Linked DNA regions of Sus scrofa: region 1 is linked to region 2. A link is a contact called in public promoter capture Hi-C data. All regions are on one chromosome and are shown on one strand. The core of a region is the stretch at or near the end of the contact, and the rest is flanking DNA. Distances in the headings are between cores, read along the strand shown.

Evidence for each region. Promoter capture Hi-C pulls out the DNA fragments that hold promoters and counts their contacts.
Region 1: a promoter capture Hi-C map of liver shows a contact between it and region 2, with 2.7 times the contacts expected there. The contact joins the promoter of SYDE2 here to the promoter of C4H1orf52 in region 2. A contact is called at or near these places in 1 of 5 promoter capture datasets (liver), 3 of 47 Hi-C or Micro-C datasets (embryonic fibroblasts, epiblast stem cells and liver) and 2 of 2 datasets of contacts at active chromatin or transcription factors (alveolar macrophages and skeletal muscle).

What each region holds. Positions count from the first base shown.
Region 1 is chr4:130,700,375-130,704,465 of Sscrofa11.1, reverse strand. It overlaps SYDE2 (rho GTPase-activating protein SYDE2), which reads right to left and starts at 2,126. Exons shown (of 9, transcript XM_001928224.7): 1 at 1,622-2,126; 2 at 1,296-1,619. The coding sequence starts at 2,042. It overlaps LOC106505390 (a long non-coding RNA gene), which reads left to right and starts at 1,368. Exons shown (of 5, transcript XR_002343649.1): 1 at 1,368-1,500; 2 at 3,756-3,958.
Region 2 is chr4:130,658,101-130,661,980 of Sscrofa11.1, reverse strand. It overlaps C4H1orf52 (UPF0690 protein C1orf52 homolog), which reads right to left and starts at 2,057. Exons shown (of 3, transcript XM_021090346.1): 1 at 1,729-2,057; 2 at 911-1,109. The coding sequence starts at 2,007. It overlaps LOC106505545 (a long non-coding RNA gene), which reads left to right and starts at 2,132. Exons shown (of 3, transcript XR_001300083.2): 1 at 2,132-2,445; 2 at 3,519-3,750; 3 at 3,840-3,880.

The sequences.
Region 1 (4,091 bases), core at 877-3,376, 42 kb before region 2:
GAGAAACTGGCAAGCACAGTGAATATTTTTACCTTCCAGCATTTAATCTTTTAAAAGTTACACTGACATGTAAGGCATGATGTTCACTAAAGGGCTTTATATTTAAGTCCAAAAGATCATGCTGGTTCTGGCTCAGTTTGAAGGTACTTCTTTCACGAGAGAATTTTTTGCTGTCTTCAACATAAGAGATTTCTAGAACTGATAGTCCAGACCTTCCCTGAGAACTAAAAATCACATCCGTACAAAACAGGGAGCAAAATCCTATTACTGGACAAATATACTTACATTTACTTTTTTTTTTTTTTTTTTTTGGTCTTTTTGCTATTTCTTGGGCTGCTCCCGCAACATATGGAGGTTCCCAGGCTAGGGGGAGCTGTAGCCACCAGCCTACGCCAGAGCCACAGCAACGCGGGATCCGAGCAACCTACGGTAACACCAGCTCACGGTAACACCAGATCGTTAACCCGCTGAGCGAGGGCAGGGACCGAACCCTCAACCTCATGGTTCCTAGTTGGATTCGTTAACCATTGCGCCACGACAGGAACTCCTATACATACATTTACAAATGCCTTTCAATGTCTACACTTCCTTTAAAAGTACATAAGACATATTTTTCTTTTGATTAAAATACAAGTGTCCTTCACTTTCCACAGTAAGAAGATTACATACATGGCTGGGTTTTTAGGAGCTAAGGGGAAGGGAGGTAAAGGGGAAGAGAAGAGAGCTGTGAAATCCTAGCTCACCGAAGAGGAATTCTGCTTTGGTGGTTTTTTCAGCCGGGTTTGCTTGGGGCTGCTGGTCGTGCGTATCTTAGGTGCCCGCGCGCTCCTGGGGTGGGGGTGGGGAAGTGCACCGCGTAAAATGACAGCTTACGAAGCCCATAAAGTCTAACCTGGATCAAATTCAAATTCACAGACTCCACAAAAGTCGACAGATTTGCCTAGAGCTACAAAGAATAAAAGTCAAGGCAGCACCGCCCAACTCTAAACCGCCTCAAAAGCGCGTGGTAAACTTAACCTTCAGTCTCTGCTGTGCTTGGCAGTAGGTGCGGAGAAGAAAAAACTAGCCCCCACGTTCCTCACGCCACTGTCTTTAAAACCGAAGAGGAAAAGGAGGGAATGCATTACAGTGGGTGACCTCTAAATCGCGTGAAGCTGCCACAGACATGGCACTCACTCTGGCACCGGCAGGTACCTGTCTGCAAAACCGTGCCTCTGCTTCGCTCTGAAGCCAGAACCTGCTTGGTAAACAATCAGGCTCGAAGACTTCGCACTTCGAGAGCGAGGGTATCCTACCTGTCAGCCTAATTCTTTGGTCCGGAGGCACAGAGAGGACGTGGCTTTCTCGCACTTGCAAAGCGCCCAGATCTGGAGAGGCTGCCTGCACTCCCGGGACTTCGGGTGGTGTCCGACGGGTGCGACCCTTCATTCCCAGGGACAGGAGGCGGCCTTTGTACATCCACTTTTGCAGCTTCCTGACTGTCACTGCAGGCGGCTTGAGGTAGGGGAGCCCCTGCGGGCCGTCTCTGCCGCGGTGGAGTACCGAGGACCCCGCGGGGTCCCGGAAAGGGCTTCCCGAGGAGCGGCCGGGGTCCGGGGAGCTGGGACTGCGGCGGCCGGGGGCGCCGCGGCCCTGGGGCCGCCTCCGCTCCAGCCGTGCATCGCGCCTCCACGTGGCGGGGGCTCGTCCGGGTCCCCGCAAGCGCCGCACCTGATCCAGCTGTCGCTCCGCCACCGCTGCAAGGGAGGCGGCTTGGCACTCACCCGGAGGCTGTCCAGGCTTCTGCTGTAGGACAGCCACATGCGAGGCGTCCGCGGGCGGCCTGCCCCCAACTCCCTCGGAGGCGACCGGGGCGGGGACACCTGCTGCCGCCAGGGGCGGCCGCCGCCTCCCCGCTCCCCGGCTTGGGGGCAGGCTCGGCGGTGCGCCGCGCCGCAGGGGGAAGGCGGCTGGCCCGGAGCCCGGGTCCCCGCAGGGCAGCGGCGACCGGCCCAGCCGCGGTCGCTCCGCCGCGCGACCGAGTCAGGGGGCAGGTCGTGCATGGCCTGGATCAGCAGATAATAGGCCTCTCGCAACTGGGTCTGCAGCCTGCCCGTCTCCTGGCGGCCGCCCTCCGCCCCGGGGAGGAGCCGGCCGCCGGGGGAGCCGGGGGCCCCCGCTCTGCCCCCGCCCCCTCCGGCTGGGGCTCGGGCGCGGGCTGGCAGCCGCCGGGCAGGTTCTCGTAGTAGTCGGCGCCGTCCTCGTCCGCGCCGCGGCCCCCGGAGCCCGGCCGGGCGTGCAGGGGGGCGCGCGGGGGCCCGCGGCGCGGGGCGGCAGCCTCCTTCCCGCCTCGCGGCCGCCCTCCCCGGACCCGCGCCTCGCGAGGCCCCGCCTGAGGCGACCCCAAGAGCTGGGGCCGCCCCGGGCCCAGCCTGGCGCCGCCCGCAGCCTCGCGCGGGGACCCGGCCGCCGCACCCCCGGCGTCCCCCTCGGCAGCCGCAGCGGCCGCCCGGAGCCCGAGCCCCCCGGCGGGGCGGGGACCCCTTCGCCCCCGGAGCCTGGACAGCGTCCTCCTCAGAGGGTCCGCCATGCGCTCGGCCTCAGAGGCCAGGCTCGGCCCCGCCGCCGGGAGAGGTCGGAGCCCGGCCCGGGAGCGGGCGGCGCTCGCCGAGGCGGCGGCGGCTCCCCATGACCGGCGCGGGCCCTCGCGGGCTCCTCGCATACTTGGCATAACTTGGCCGCGGGAGGTGGGGGAGGGCGGCGGCGCCGCAGCGCGCATGCCCCGGACCCGAAGCCCGGAGCCGGGAGCCGGGAGCCCGGAGCCCCGGGCGCGCGGGCCGCCCGCTGCCGCGCTGGTTCGCCGGGCGAGGCGCGGCGGAGGGCGGGAAGGACGGGGGGCGAGAGCTAATAACTAGACCGGGAGGCGAGAGCGTGCGGGTGCGGAGACTCCGGGCGGGAAGAAGGACGAGCGGGAAGGTGAGTCTGGCTGGCGAGACCGAGAAAGGGAAAGCGCCCGCCTGGCTGCCACTCTGTCACCCCTGCCACCATTGCACGAGGCGTGTAGTGTGCGAGTCCTGGCTTGAGAGGGAACAAAGATTGTTTGGACAGACGAGGTGTGCGTACAGGTGTATCTCAGCGCCGTGTGTTCCAAATAATTGTGATTGTGCTAGCCATTTACAGGAAATTTTCGGCTATTCCTTTTCAATTAGGAGGAATCCTTTGTCCAAAATATCACCATCGGCGTCCCTTCACAAAATTTAAAAAATTTTTCTATTTCTCTTTTTTCTTTTAGTTTATTCACTCTAGCAATAAACCAAAACTTGTAAAACGGAGCCACAAATAGAGCCTCCCCCATCACCCTGCTAACGCTTCATTTCCATTCACATTGGGTTGAGAAACAGTTGAATCAAAATTGAAAAACGATGTCATTTGGAAATGCCAACTCTTTCAAAAACATCAAATTCCATGTTCTGTGTAGTGGCTGTCCAGGACTTTGTGTTGCCGCGGATCAGTGGACCTGTCGCTGATTGATAAGCATCAATCTGCTTTCAGAGTTACGCTTTTAGTGTTAGGTATTAGAAAGCGCCTTTGCATAGCTCACAAATGTGCTAACTCCTACCCCGGTACTTGGACAAAGTAAGGACTCAAGAAATATTTGTTGATTAAACAAATTCGTGCATAACTGAATAAGAGAATTTCATTTTAACTTAGCCTGTTTCCAACTATATATCTCTAAGTAAGTTCCTTTCTTTTTTTTTTTTTTTTTGCCCCACCAGTCAAGGCTCCAGCCTCTAAATGTGGTTTGATATGTACTACCTTGGTGAGTGTCTGGTCTCTGTATCCTGAAACAGTTGGGCCTGAATCCCTGCGGAAATCTTACCCACCTTTTAAGACTCCATTCAGCTGCCCTCTTCATGAAGTCATCTCTCATCTTCCACAGAGACATGAACCAGCGGTATTCTGTTCATACCCACTCAGAGTATGTTTGTTGTTTTTTTGTTTTATACAAGACAGTCTCCCATACAAGAAAATTTATAAACTCCATGAGGGCAGGGACTATTTGTAATCGACTTCTGTATTCTTCATAGAGCATAAGCATCGTGTCTTACATA
Region 2 (3,880 bases), core at 808-3,307:
AGCAAGTGAGATACACAGTCAGATCAGATGAGCTGCAGGGCAAGGATGAAGTGGGTGGAGTGGGTACAGGTATGCAAGCAGAGGTTGCTGGGACCACTTACCCTCCAAGCAAGAGATGGAGTTGTGGTACTAGCAACTAAGGCAACACAAGGAAGTCATTACCTTATCATCATTTTTAATTCCTAGGTAGTATGATACTCATGCAAGTTCATTTTGTGACACTCATTTTGGCTTTAAGGCACAACTGTGTTTTTTTGTTTTGTTTTGTTCTTTTGTCTTCTTAGGGCCGTACCTGCGGCACATGGAGGTTCCCAGGCTAGGGGTCTAATCAGAGCTGTTACTGCCGGCCTACACCACAGCCACAGCCACAGCCACAGCCACGCCAGATCCAAGCCGGGTCTGTGACCTACACCACAGCTCGTGGCAACGCCAGATCCTTAACCCACTGAGCGAGGCCAGGGACTGAACCCGAAACCTCACGGTTCCTCGTCAGATTCGTTCCCGCTGCAACCTGACGGGAACTCCTGTTGTTATTGGTTTTTTTGGTAAAGCACAACTGTTTTGACATAAAATGAAGCCTTCAGCACTTCACAACTGCAACCATCACAAAGAGTCCATGGAATAACTCATGCACCTCTAATAGGCCATCAAAAATCACACACACTATTGGCTGAGATATCAGAGTTCACTCTATGATTTCTCTACAACACAGCAAATACTGCTGAGATAGGAGAGACTTCAAAGTCAAATACACGTGACTCTTCTCAAAAACATAGCGAAAAGTATCCAAAGGCCATCATAATGTGGTCGCTAACTCACTGGATTGAAGTTCCAATCATTCAATAGCTCCTCCTTTTAAAACCTGCCACAGGGATCAAGAGGTGTCACCAGCGAGCCTGACTCTCCTTACCTGACTCCACGGTCTCCTCCCCTTCGGGCAGAAGCCTAGCTTTCTTAGCACTCGGTGGGGCATCGTCACCATTGTCCTCGTATATGTTAGACCATTTTATCGCCATGTCCAGCTCTGGAGGCGGAGGTTTCTTCTCAGCAGAGTAGGTCTCCGGAGGAGATACATAGTTGGACTTCCAAACTTTGAATTCCTTTGGAGGCTGTTGAGCAAACACATGAAGAAGCACTGTGACGAACCGAGGTCCCTAGAATCGGTATGGACACATGCACCTCCCTGCCGTGCGCTCAGCGTTCGGGCTGATTTTTTTTTTTTTTAAAGGTTTAAAGACACACTTTGCCATCAAATTCACAATACTGCTAAGTGAAAAGCCAAAGGGTTCCCTAGACGAATAAAGCTAATAACTTTTAGTTACCAAGGAAGAATCCAGTCTCAGAGATACTACGCCAAGGCCGACCCCTTCAGGAGGCTGCAGCAGACACTGTCTTGGAGGCAGCACCGCAGGCACTTCGGCGTCAAAGGGAAGGGGTCTCGGGGAGAAGCTGCAGCGGGGGGCGGGGGAGTCACCACCGTTAGTGCTCGCCGCGCGGGGTCGGGGCACCGAGCGCGGAGGTCGGGTCTCCTGGCAGGGGCGGGGCTGCGGGGCCGGTCCGACACCCACCGGGCTGGGGCAGGGGCCCGGGCTCCCCAGGGCTGGACGCGGCGAGGGCGTGCGGCATCCCGCGGGGTGACTGCGTGTGGGGGACGGAAGCCGGTCCCCAAAGGGGCTGCGGGAGGGGGAGGCCGGGACCCAGCTCGGGAAACGGGGGCGGGGAGCTCACCTCCTCCGGCGCCTTGACCACGTGCCGCTCCCAGTCTATCTGCTTGTTGAGCGGGTTGTAGAGAAAGGCCGGGCGAGTCACGCTCCGGAACAGCTCGTCGGGGCCAGGCAGCCGCTTCTCCGCCAGGTTCCCGCAGCCGCCCGCCGACGTCGCCGGATCCGGGGCCCTGCGACTCGTTTCCTCCGGCTCGCTGTTGTCCTCCTCGCTCGAGGAGCCTGAGCTGCTGCTGCTGCCATAGGCCGCGAAGTAGCTCAGGGGATCCTTCTCCTCCGCAGCCATGACTGCCCAGCCGGTCGAGGGCGGGCTCCGCCGGAAGCCGGAAGCCGGAAGCCGCTCCAGGGCCCTCCCCTCAGTCGGCCCCGCCCCGTCTCCCGGAAGGGGGCGGGACCTGCGCCCCCTGGCGGCTGCGCCGCGTTCCTGCGCGCGCCGGGAGGCGGGTTGGAGGCGTGGTCGCGCACACCCCCAGGCCTGAGCTGCTAAAGCCCTTTCCACCCAGCTCTGGGCAGAGACCCGCAGGTCCGGAGTCCGTGGTCCCAAGCAGACGCTCAGCGGTCAGTAAGATTTTATTAAAGGCTCAGAACTAAGCATTTCGTCTTTTCGCCGCCACCTTAAAGCCCTTGCCCAGAGAGTCCAGGCTTTCTGATCCCGCTGCATCTCTTCTTCAGAACAAAATGCCTCTGGATGCTTCTGCTCAGTCGTCCTGGAATAGCTCTGTGGGTAAGTGGACCTATCAAGTTCCACACTGATCCTCTCCTGCTTGACCTCATTCCAGCGCACCTTGAGCAGCCCCCTGATGGAACTGCTCTCGGATTGCATCCGCTCCACTCCGGGGGTCCTCCAGACTCTCTGGCTTCTTATTTATTGTCAGCCTGCTTTGTGCCATATGCCCTTAAACGATGGTGTTTTCTAACATATCATACCATCGTTCAGCAATACTCACTAACGATCTGTAGAGGTGTTACAAAGGTGCAGGTCAGACCATCCCTTTCCAAGGCATTCATGCTTGTGACTCCCAAATCTAGGTCTCCGGCTCCCATCTCTCCTCCCCAAGTTCTGGACTGGACCTCAACTTGGCTCTAAAACTTTCCATATGGAGATTGTACTGGGGTCTCAAATGTCCATTTAAGGGTCAGCAACTGGTCTTTCTTACAATTTGTTTCTGCATTTGTGTTCCCTCTTAGTAGATGACCTGTGCCTAGCCACCGAGGAAACCAGAAATCTTTGACTCCTCCTGGTGAGCTCAGAGGGAATGATACCCGAATGAGGGCAGTACAGTTGGTGTAGTGTAGGTGTTCACAGGTCCCATTTAAGGATGCCTGTTCATTTCCATGATGCACTCATCTCCAGGAGGCAGAGGATGTGTCTGTTTTATTCACTTCTCTTTCCCAGTCCTATAGCACAATGTCTGTGAACTTCTTCAGGGGAGGTGGATTTTGCTTTGTTTTTATATTCCTAGTACCCAGCTCAGTGCCTATCACTGCATAGAAGATCAAAACATATTGTGGATTATAATAATTTATGAAGGTGTAGGTCTGAGTGTTTTTCAGAAATTTCCACCCAAGTACCTAAGGTGACAGAGGAAAGTGACAAAGGAAACTGCACTTTGGGAGTCCCCAGAGCATCCTCAGGTTGGATAATTTGCTAGAAGCACTCAGAGAACTCACTGAATGCTGCTTTATTCATGATCATGGTTCGTTGTAGAGAACAAGGATTAAAATCAGCCGCGGGAGGACGTGTGGGGGCAGAGTGTGGATCCCTCCCCATGCACAACTCTGGTCTTCTTCTCCCAGCGGAGGTGTAGACCGTGCTGACTTGTGCTGCAAAGACATGCGAAGCCCACAGGGGAGGATCGCCCAAGCCTTGGCGTCGGGAGTTCTTGCCGGGGACTGGTCCTGTAGACTCGGTTGATCCCCATGCGGCCGACCTCAGTCTCCAGCCCCTCCAGAGGTCAAGGTGATAGATTTCAGCCCAAAGCCCCAGGAGCATAACCTTTTTTGGAATCTAGTATAATATCTTGAAAAGGTATGCAAATGTCTAATACATATTTTAAAGTGCTTATCATTGAGTAAAACTGAGATTCTTTTTTTTTTTTTTTTTCTTTTCTTTCTTAGGCTATGCCAAAGTTCCTGGGCCAGGGATTGAACCCACGCCA